Linked DNA regions of Mus musculus: region 2 is linked to region 1. A link is a contact called in public promoter capture Hi-C data. All regions are on one chromosome and are shown on one strand. Each heading gives the region's core, a stretch centred on a gene start, on an enhancer-like site or on the middle of the called end of the contact. The rest is flanking DNA. Distances are from core to core; before and after follow the strand shown. Region 1 holds the start of H3c11 (H3 clustered histone 11). Region 2 has its middle 9.3 kb from the start of Trim38.

What was found. Promoter capture Hi-C pulls out the DNA fragments that hold promoters and counts their contacts.
Region 2: a contact with region 1 is called in a promoter capture Hi-C map of embryonic stem cells, with 9 times the contacts expected there. The contact joins the enhancer-like site here to the promoter of H3c11 in region 1. A contact is called at or near these places in 9 of 39 promoter capture datasets (the HPC-7 cell line, cranial neural crest, embryonic stem cells and 6 more), 2 of 484 Hi-C or Micro-C datasets (CD8 T cells and embryonic stem cells), 11 of 115 datasets of contacts at active chromatin or transcription factors (CD8 T cells, astrocytes, cardiomyocytes and 6 more) and 3 of 9 other capture datasets (adipose tissue, liver and pancreatic islet).

Annotation. Positions count from the first base shown.
Region 1 is chr13:21,780,471-21,785,425 of GRCm38.p6, reverse strand. It overlaps H3c11 (H3 clustered histone 11), which reads left to right and starts at 2,029. Exons shown (of 1, transcript NM_178207.2): 1 at 2,029-2,511. The coding sequence starts at 2,056. The coding sequence ends at 2,466. H1f5 (H1.5 linker histone, cluster member) reads left to right here and starts at 4,801. Exons shown (of 1, transcript NM_020034.2): 1 at 4,801-4,955. The coding sequence starts at 4,872.
Region 2 is chr13:23,770,760-23,775,714 of GRCm38.p6, reverse strand. No RefSeq gene overlaps it. Among named protein-coding and RNA genes, the nearest start is that of Trim38, 9.3 kb to the left of the region's middle. Within about 2 kb of position 2,939, at least 81 of the 459 cell types and tissues checked have an H3K27ac peak or open chromatin away from gene starts, as enhancers often do.

The DNA.
Region 1 (4,955 bases), core at 780-3,279:
GCTTTTCCCATAAGTAGAATGCTTTTTGGTTTTAAAGTAATTGTTGCAAGGAAAGCAGATTCTTGAGGCTTTTCTGCAGGATGCCAAGACCACTCACAACCTACAAGCCCCGGAGAATGGAGTCATTAACAGACAGCTTGGACACTTCACAATATACTTACAAAAACTATTAAAATTAAAGGTGGCATTACTTCCAAGAGTAACAAAAATGTTGACACATTTTAAAGGTAAATATCACTGACATTGCAAGAGAAGAATGGGAGAAAACTCATTTGCTCTAGAAGATAGTATAAGGTGTTTGGTAATTCTTTCCAAACAGCTAGAATCTCAAGAACCAAGCAACACCGTTGCCTTTAAAATGGGTTTTCTAGCAATAAAGTCATCTTTGGCCTCTGCATTGTGCCTCTTTTTTGTAAATGTAATGGAGAGAATGTCTGGGTGCAGTTGTTTTCCATGGGTAGAGAAAGAGGACAGGAGCCAGTTTTTTTTTTATCTCCTCCCTCTGCAAATAATAATAATAATAATAATAATAATAATAATAATAATGGAGCAACAACTCTGATTCTTGAATGATTTTGGAATGAAGAAAACAGGAATCACTTTTCAGCAGATATGTGGCAAGTCTGAGAAAAGCACAGGGGGAAGCAGCACAAAGATGGAGTTTGAATCTCTCCTTCCCAAATAATTACATATGGAAAAAAAAAACCAACCCATTTTGGCAAAGTGTGGGAGCTCAGGGGCACATCTAAGCTTCAACTACACTGATACACCTTTACCATTCTAATTCGCAGGCTGTTTAGCTTTTGTTATAAAGAAAGCACTTTGCACATCTGACATTGTCAGAAACATTTGTCTTCAGCCCTCTTAGGCTCTGAGTACATCAACCAAGCACAAAGACTACGCTGTGAGTGAAGGCAGGTTAGGCGCCTGACTCGTAAAGGATGACCTGTGGGTAGCTCCGAATGTGGGGTGGATAGAGCTATTTTCAAATGAGCGTCTTCAGCAGTTCTTTTTTCCTGATAATCTTGGTAAGGTTCTCTGGTAAACAGCAAGTAAATATTGCTTGTGCCTGATATTCCCAATTAGGCAAAAAGCCTGTTCATAAAACAACATGCTTACTGTCTGATCTTATTGCTTTTGTTTCTGGCAAATTTGACCACATTAAGTGGGGGAAAGGGCCTGGGTAAAAAAAACGGCACCAAGCACTCCCGAAAAGTCATGTGCTGAATATCACCAAGCCTGCCATCGTCTTCCTGGCTCAGCAGGATCATCAGATCACCCCTTGCTGAGTTACTCCAAAGGCTGCCTTAGTCTCCTAGAGCTGTATACATAGTGTGTGTGTGTTGGGCGGTGGGGTGGGGCTGCTATCTGTGAATTCCCAGCGTTCGCTTTTAACCTTGAATGGTGTAACTTTGTAACTTGTAAATAATGAATGCCAACCTGGGAATGCCCCTGTCCCCTACAGTGTTGCTGTAGAAGAGTAACAGAATCTCAAAGCCTTCTGGATCTCAAAGCCCTAGTAAGTTGCAGATACACTGATTTTGAATTTTTTTCGCGCCAAAATCGCAACCGCTGAAAGGCAGTATCAATTGCAACTTCTAAAAGTTTCCGGTCATAAAAGTGTTGCAAGCAGTTTTTGAGCGAAATCAAGTGTAAGAAGTGCTCATGACTCCAGGAATAACTTTTTTTTTTTTTTTTTTTTTGTTAATTTTCCTTTCAGATTTCTTTCCATTAAATTTCTGCCCCCAAATAACGGTGCTCTTGTTTAAATAAATAGCGAAGAGGTCTTTTGACCTCCAAAGCCAACATTATCTCGAGATGATAAATTCTGGGAGTTGCTAGAGTAATTGTTATGTAAAAAGATGAAATTTGTACGTTAAATATAAAATGTAGGCAACGTTTTTCCTTTCCTTACTCGGTTTAAACGCGGACCAATCCCCTGTCTGGAACTATGATGTCAGCAGTTTACTGTCCAATCCAAAAGGGTGGCTTGTTATATATATACTTGGGCTTTTCCATCTCAACACCACTTTATTCACTTTCTAGTGTACTGAGATGGCTCGTACTAAGCAGACCGCTCGCAAGTCCACCGGCGGCAAGGCCCCGCGCAAGCAGCTGGCCACCAAGGCCGCCCGCAAGAGCGCCCCGGCCACCGGCGGCGTGAAGAAGCCTCACCGCTACCGTCCCGGCACCGTGGCGCTGCGCGAGATCCGGCGCTACCAGAAGTCGACCGAGCTGCTGATCCGCAAGCTGCCGTTCCAGCGCCTGGTGCGCGAGATCGCGCAGGACTTCAAGACCGACCTGCGCTTCCAGAGCTCGGCTGTCATGGCTCTGCAGGAGGCCTGTGAGGCCTACCTCGTGGGTCTGTTTGAGGACACCAACCTGTGCGCCATCCACGCCAAGCGTGTCACCATCATGCCCAAGGACATCCAGCTGGCCCGTCGCATTCGCGGGGAGAGGGCGTAATTCCCCTACCTGTTAATAACAAAAGGCTCTTTTCAGAGCCCCCTCCTTTGTCACCAAAAAGCGGCTGTTTACCTACCTCAGGTCCAACATCTATCATGTTTTCCAGTATCTGAGCATATGTGCTACATCCTCCTAAGGTGTTCAAATATAGGTGAGGTTAGTTTACAATCTAGAGGCATGTGCCTTTGAAACAACCTGACTTCAAGGTGGCAGTCAACTAAAATGTGTGGAAGTTAGCTCCTACAGCAAATCTGTAGATTCATGCTTTCTGGATACTATATAGTGCTACTGGTTAATGCAAAATCCCCAGGCGTGTTCCCTAAGTCTGCAAATTGCTTTCATAAGGAACATTACTTGATTAGTGTGTTTATTTGGGGGGGGGGGCAAGGTTTGGAATTTGGCAATCTTGAACCCTTTTAAGTGCTAACATTGGCCCTTTGTAATTAGCTTCATGCTGTGACAAGTTTGAGTCAATATGTCTGACGTACGTGGTTTTCTTTTAACCATATATGGCTTGCCGGTTTTGTACACCATTCCCAGAGTATGTGTAACAAATATGTTGGATTCTTTAGCAGCCTTGCCAGCCTCTGTACTGTTAAGACAGCCTCCTTTATTTTATTTATTTATAGATAAGGACTCAAAAGTAGCCCAGTGCTCAACGTTGGACTTGCTTGAATATGTAGCACGGAAAACCTTGTAATCCTAATCTTGCTTCAGTTATAATCGATAGGATTATAGGTGTGCCCCAATAAATTATGCTTAAGAAAGATTGCTATTGTCCAAAACAAAACAAAGCAAAACCCCAGACTGTGTTTCTTTGGAAAACAAAGTAATAAAATTATTTGTGATTTATTAATGCCCTTTATTAAACTAGTACAAATCTTGTACATCTTTCCTCACCCAAAGCAAAACTGACTTCTATTTCTACTATAGTAAACTTTAATTTTTCTTTTTTCTTTCTTTCTTCCTTTATTTCCTTTTTTGGTTTTTGAAGACAAGGTTTCTCTGTGTAAGCCTAGGTGTCCTGGAACTAGATTTATAGACTTCAGACTGGTCTTGAGCTCAGAGTTCCACCTGCCTCTGCCTCCCAAATTCCTGGATTAAAGATGTGTGCCAGCTTCTCCAAATCTTTGAATTTGTATAAGTATAGGTCACCCAATAGTATTCTAGAATATTGGCCTGCTTGCCATCTAAACACGCAAAAATATCAATATTGTTATTGGCTATTTACTTAAGAGTGTGGCTGTGCTGTTTGCTAAATACTTTCAAAATCTCACTGGCCATCTCATTTGAGAGCAGTGGGATCTCCCTGAAAATTTTTTGAAAGTTTTAGAATTTTTCTAATGTAAAATATTTTTTAATGTATTTTCTGTCTACAAATATCCCTAGGAAATGGTGAAAGCCCGTTTCTCAGAACCATATCTAATTTATTTTTACTTAGAAATAAGGCCATTGTCATCTGAATTTAGCAATTCCTTTTTAAGTATATGTTTTAAACCTTTCTGTGAATGAGGGTTTGCCTACCTGTATGTATGTGCATCACTTGTATGCTTGGTACTGGGCCAGTCTTGCAGAAGGTCCGAGATCCCCTGGAACAGGAGGTATAGACAGTTGCAAACTGTCCTGTGGGTGCTGGGAACTAAACCCAAACCCCAAGAGCAGCAAGTGGTAACTGCTACACCAGCAGCTCCTAAATATAATGATTTCTAATCTCCTTACTTCAAAGAAGTCGCTATCACACTGGAAATATTGCGTTCTCCATTAAAGATATCAATGCATGCGAAGTACTAGGAGCTTGAACCATTTTTAAAGAGAAATATCTAAAGTGGTTAATTTTAGTCTGGAGCCAACCAGGCACTCTAGCCTGTGTTATTTGCTACAGACACAAACAACGTTTTTGCACAAACCAAAAGAACTATTAGTTCTACTCTTGCACAAATTAAAGGCGGCATCTTTGTACAAATTCTCTTAAGTAATGTTCCTTGCATACTTCGTAAAAGTTAACAGAAATATGCAAGTAACTCTCACGATGCGCTCTGCTTGGTGGATTTTTTTGTAAACACTGGAAGGATTTTTAAAAATATTTTTAGTCAGTTGCGCGTGATTCAAAAAAGCACACACAGGTACGTGAAACCGAAGGCTGTTCTCCCTTGGAACTCCAAACTGCCAATTTCTGTGTTATTATTTTCGGCAGTAAGTAAAAATTTGGGGACTAACAAACACAATTTGGGATTGTAACCTTGAGTCGCCGCGGGCAGAGGGCGGTGGATTGGCCGCTCCACCAATCACAGCCCAGCACCGGCTTATATAAACCAGGAGCCTGAGCAAAGGAGCATCGCAAAATTTGCTCTTCGCGTTAGATTTCTTTTAGTTTTCTCGCAACTAGCAAGCTTTTTGTTCTCGCCATGTCTGAGACTGCTCCCGCTGAGACCGCGGCTCCGGCTCCTGTAGAGAAGTCTCCCGCCAAGAAGAAGACAACGAAAAAAGCT
Region 2 (4,955 bases), core at 1,690-4,189, 2.0 Mb before region 1:
AAATGATATATAAGAAATATCTATTGGACAAAGTAAACCAGTAATGAAAGAAAACAAGAATAAATAACTATATATAAATAATCAACACATCAATATATACTTACCAATATAGCAATTTATCTACATGTATAAATGAATAGCAAACTGGAAGATGCAAATCTCACTTTATCAGCAACTATACTAAATGCTAATGTATTTTAAAGGTTATATGACTGAATACCTAAGATAATGTGATTTTATACTGCCCAGCAGTGACATGGATCAGGCTAGGGAAGAGAAATAGGATGAATTAGTGGATGGGAAAGGCATAGCACAAACAGCACCCCAAAAAGAGCTGAAATAGCTGTCAAAACCAGTCAAAATAAACCACAAGACAAGCATGGTCACAAGAGATTATGCATATCATTTATCATTGTGTAATAAGAAGAACATTAATTCATTAAGAAAGCATACCATTATATCCATACACATATATATGTCCCTAACAGCAGAGCCAAACATTCATGAACAAAAGTGAAAGGACCGATGTTAATAATGGGAAGTTAGACAGTAGAAGTGAGAGACTTCAATCCTCTACTTTCAATAATGGATTCAATAAGTAGATGGAAGATCAGTAATGAAATCTAAGGCACCACAGGACTCTAAGAACCAGAAGCCCTATCTATGGAACAATCCATCCCTTTTTCATCAAGGGTACCCAAACCACTCCTCAGAATAGACCATTTGGATGACCAGTGAGCAAATATCCATCGGTATAAAAATATTAATGTTATTCATTGTATATTCCCTGGCCACGGTAGAGTGGAAAATTAATAACAAGAGAGAAGAATTGAAAGTCTACAGACAGACATGGTAATTAAATTATATATTCCTGAATAGTAAATAGCCTAAATAGTAAAATCACTAAGAAAAATTAGAAAATATTTTATGATGAAAACAATATATAAAAATCTACAAGGTGCAAAGATACCAGTAATAAGAAAACGTTTACCAGTAAATAACTACAGGAACAAAGAAAAGACTCTCAGGTATGTCTAAGATGCCAACAAATAAAAAAGGAAAGATAAAAAGGAAAACTAAAATCCAAAAACAAGAAAGGAGAAAAAATGCATAAATGCATCTAAGAACAACAACTGTATTTTACACACAACAATTACACGGGTCACATCTCTCACAGGCACAAAGCAAACATGAAAGGTCTTTAATAGCTGGCCATGATGAGACACACCTTTACTCCCTCTTAGAGGCAGAGGCAGGCAGATCTCTGTTGGTTCCAGGCCAGCCTGGTCTACATAGTGAGTTCCAGGACAGCCACAGCTACATAGGGAGCCCCGTCTAGGAAAACAAAAAAGATCTTTAAGCACTAGTAATGTTAACAGTAGAAACCCACTGTAAACAAGGTTAGTATTTATGTTCTTAAATCAAGTTAAGGTGTCCATTCCAGATGATTTGACTCTCTAATTGATAGTTCTTAGCTAGTTTCTGAGTGTCCCTGCTGTTTAAGAGGCACTCCTGCCACCTGCATTAGTGCACTGTACATTCTGAGCCTATTAAAGATAAAACGTGAAAGAGAAACACTACCATTAACCCTTTCTGTGGAAGAGCTAGATCTCTGACTATGATTTCTGACTATGAACAGACGGGTGAAAATGGATTAGAGAACCCTTCTCTCTGTCCCCTGTTTCCTCAAGTGGTGTGCTGGAGCTGTGACCCTGGGCTCCTAGGAAGTTCAGGAACGAAGTGCTAGGGATTTTAATGAAATTACCGAACTTTATCATCAAATTATTAAGTTATTGAAAAGCATCTATCCTCTCCCGCTCTCTTACGCACCCCTCCCCACACCAACTAAGTAGTTGAGGATGACCTTAAACATTGATCCTTCTGCGTCCACCCCCCAAATGCTGGGATTACAGCTGCATGCCCACCACCATGCCCAGCTAAAAATAAAGCCACTCCCAAACGATCAGGAAAAGATTTGAGCCCCTGCCTTCTCATAATAAATCCATCTCACTGTCTCTCTTCTGATTTTGTTCCAAGGCTTTGTGGTCAACCTCCTATAGAGGGCAGTACCAGATGGGAGGCAGAGACCTCACAGGCCCTGGCCTGTGAGGCACCCTGAATCAATGTCTTCCCCATCAGCTGGATCAGCAGTAGGGAACCAAGTCCGATTATCCAGAGAACCTTCAACTCCAGAGCTGTCCAATGAGCTGCAAGGGAATTTAACACACACACACACACACACACACACACACACACACACACACACACACACAGCTCTCTCTCTCTCACACACACAGCTGTGTGTGTGTGTTTAGACTTGTCAACTCAATATTTAAAACAATAGGTTCTGTAAGGAAAGAATCATGAGTTTATTTCTTGTGAAAATGTTTGGAGCCAGAAATCATGCTAACCTAAAGAAAAATAAAACAAACCCAGAAACAAATAGTGTATGTTTTCTCATATATGAAAACTAGATTTAAGTTTGTTTGTGTTGGGGTGGGGGTGGGGCGGTTGATTAAACTAGAAACGGGACTGGAAAGGGAAGGAGAGGTTGTAAGAATAGATATGGGAGAATGAGAGGGCACCGAGAGCTGACCGGAAGGCAGAGGAGTCTTCTTTGGGCGCAGAAGAACCAGTGAGCAGCAACCAGGAAAGATGTATAATATCCACAAGTGTAAAGAAACCCATTGCTCTGTTAACTTAAATACTGTGTAAATAACTAAAAAAGAAGTTTGCCATATTTTGTCCTGAAAAAGAAAAAGGAAAATCGTCATGTGAGATTTCACGGTATTATTTCGGCTATTAATGAGATGTGCTCTGAACTGCAGGCGGAGACGCCTCCTGGGAGAACCGCCTGGGGTGGTAAGCTTAACTCCTCAGGACCCCGCGCTGCCACAAGGCTTGATTTCCGACGCTTCTGATTGGTCTGCTCAGACCCAGCGTCCAATCATCTGGTAGGTCACTGTGAGCCAAGCGCCTGAGGCTGGGCGGATAGGCTGTGGTTCTCTACACTGCAAGGTCGGGGTTGGAATGGATGTCTGGGAGTGAAGATGGCAATAGAATGAGACAAGACCTGTGAGCTCCCAAGATTGAGGAAAGTGGAGGATGGGCAGAGCCTAAATGTGATCCGCTCTTTCTGGCGTGGTAGACCTAACTGACCTTCCTTGTGCAAGACTTGAGTGGAATTCCTATTTTACCTCCCAAATAATGTAATGAACGCTTACACTTTTAGATATGTCTGTGTAGTAGACTTGGTTTCTTTAAAAACTTGTTATGATATGTAAACATGCTTTTATTTTTCTTGATTTTTCGAGACAAGGTTTCTCTGTATAGCCCTGGCTGTCCTGGAACTCACTCTGTAGACCAGGCTGGCCTCAGAAATCCGCCTGCCTCTGCCTCCCAAGTGCTGGGATTAAAGGCGAGCGTCACCACTGCACAGCCAGGCTTTTGTTTTAATTCCAGGTGTGCGACATGGGGCTGTCCAGATTATCCACAGCTGCAGACTTTTGACTTGTGCGTTTTCTGGCAGGGGTTTGATTCTGCCCGATGCAGATAGTTTAATTCTGGGGACTGTGAAGAGGGTATAAATGCCAGAGGCCAGCGAGTGCTCTGGAGAATAGAAGGGGTGCTTGCTCTGAAGAAGACAGCGTCATTCCGCCTGATGGTTCCTGCTCCTGCCCCTGCTCTTGCTAATGGTCGAGAGAAAAGAAACTAGAAGTTGGAGATGACCTGACTAGACAAAGATTGGACTTGACCCCCCCCCCCCCCAATTCAGCAGGAAGTAGTTTAAAGAGACCTATGGCTTCTTTCCCTCTAACCTTCTTTTTTTCCTACCTGGTGCTGCTGGAAGGAATAAGAATCTGAAGAGAGGTATAGAAAAACGCAAATAAAATAGCTAAACCAAATATGCCAACGTGAAGCGATATAAAAGGAAGAAGTCGCCCTTATGCCCAAGGCTGAGTCTCTTTGTGCCTGTTTGTATTAAGATGTTTAAAACTTGGGCTGGGAAGTGCAGGCCTTCTTGTTGCTATGGAGACTGGGGGCAGCAGGCTCATAATAAGTTCACAGACTACTCAAGCAATTTAGGGGAGCCTGTCTCAAAATGAAATACAGACACGAATACAATTTTACTGCTGCTGTCTTTGGAGTGAACAAAAGAAAAATAAATAAAACTGGGACTGTAGCTCAGCAGTGAGCTCCAAGTTCAATGTCCAATTCTGTAAAGAAAGTACCATATATTAAAGTTTTCTAAGTGTCAGAGTTCATACTACATTTTGTTGTTGTTGTTGTTTGAGACAGGGTTTCTCTGTATAGCCCTTGCTGTCCTAGAACTCACTCTCTAGACCAGGCTGGCCTCGAACTCGAACTCAGAAATCCGCCTGCCTCTGCCTCCCAGGTGCTGGGATTAAAGGTGTGCACCACCACCGCTTCATACTACATTTTCAAATGACTTTTTAAGGAAAGGCAAATTAGTATCTATCAAATGCTCTCTCCTGCCAACCTTCCTGTTTTTAACTTTGATCCCATGCCTTTCCATGGCATTGGTTGCATTTCAGCTATGTAGGTCCCATACATTTGAGTCCAAAGGCTAACGCAATACCATGTTCTTTTGTTCCACCACTGGGCTGGACACTTCTGTGTGTATAACTGCAGTATGGAGTTGGGAGTTTCTCAGTCTCTGTCACTGTGTTATTATGCTGTTTCACATTCCTCTGACCCAGAACGTTCTTTAGACAGGCAGGGTAGCTGCATAGGAGACTGAAGTGATCTTGAGAAGGAAAGGGCCCCCTTGTGATTTTTCAGACTCTCTGGTTGACATCCAGGAATTTCAACGTAATTTACTTGACCACCTGCAGAAAACTGTACTGCTTCTCTGAGAGAACAGCTTAGAAGAGATTGTTAAAGAGTAGCCGATGCTTTTCCTTGCCTAAGCCCTCCCTTTCAACCTGCAAGCT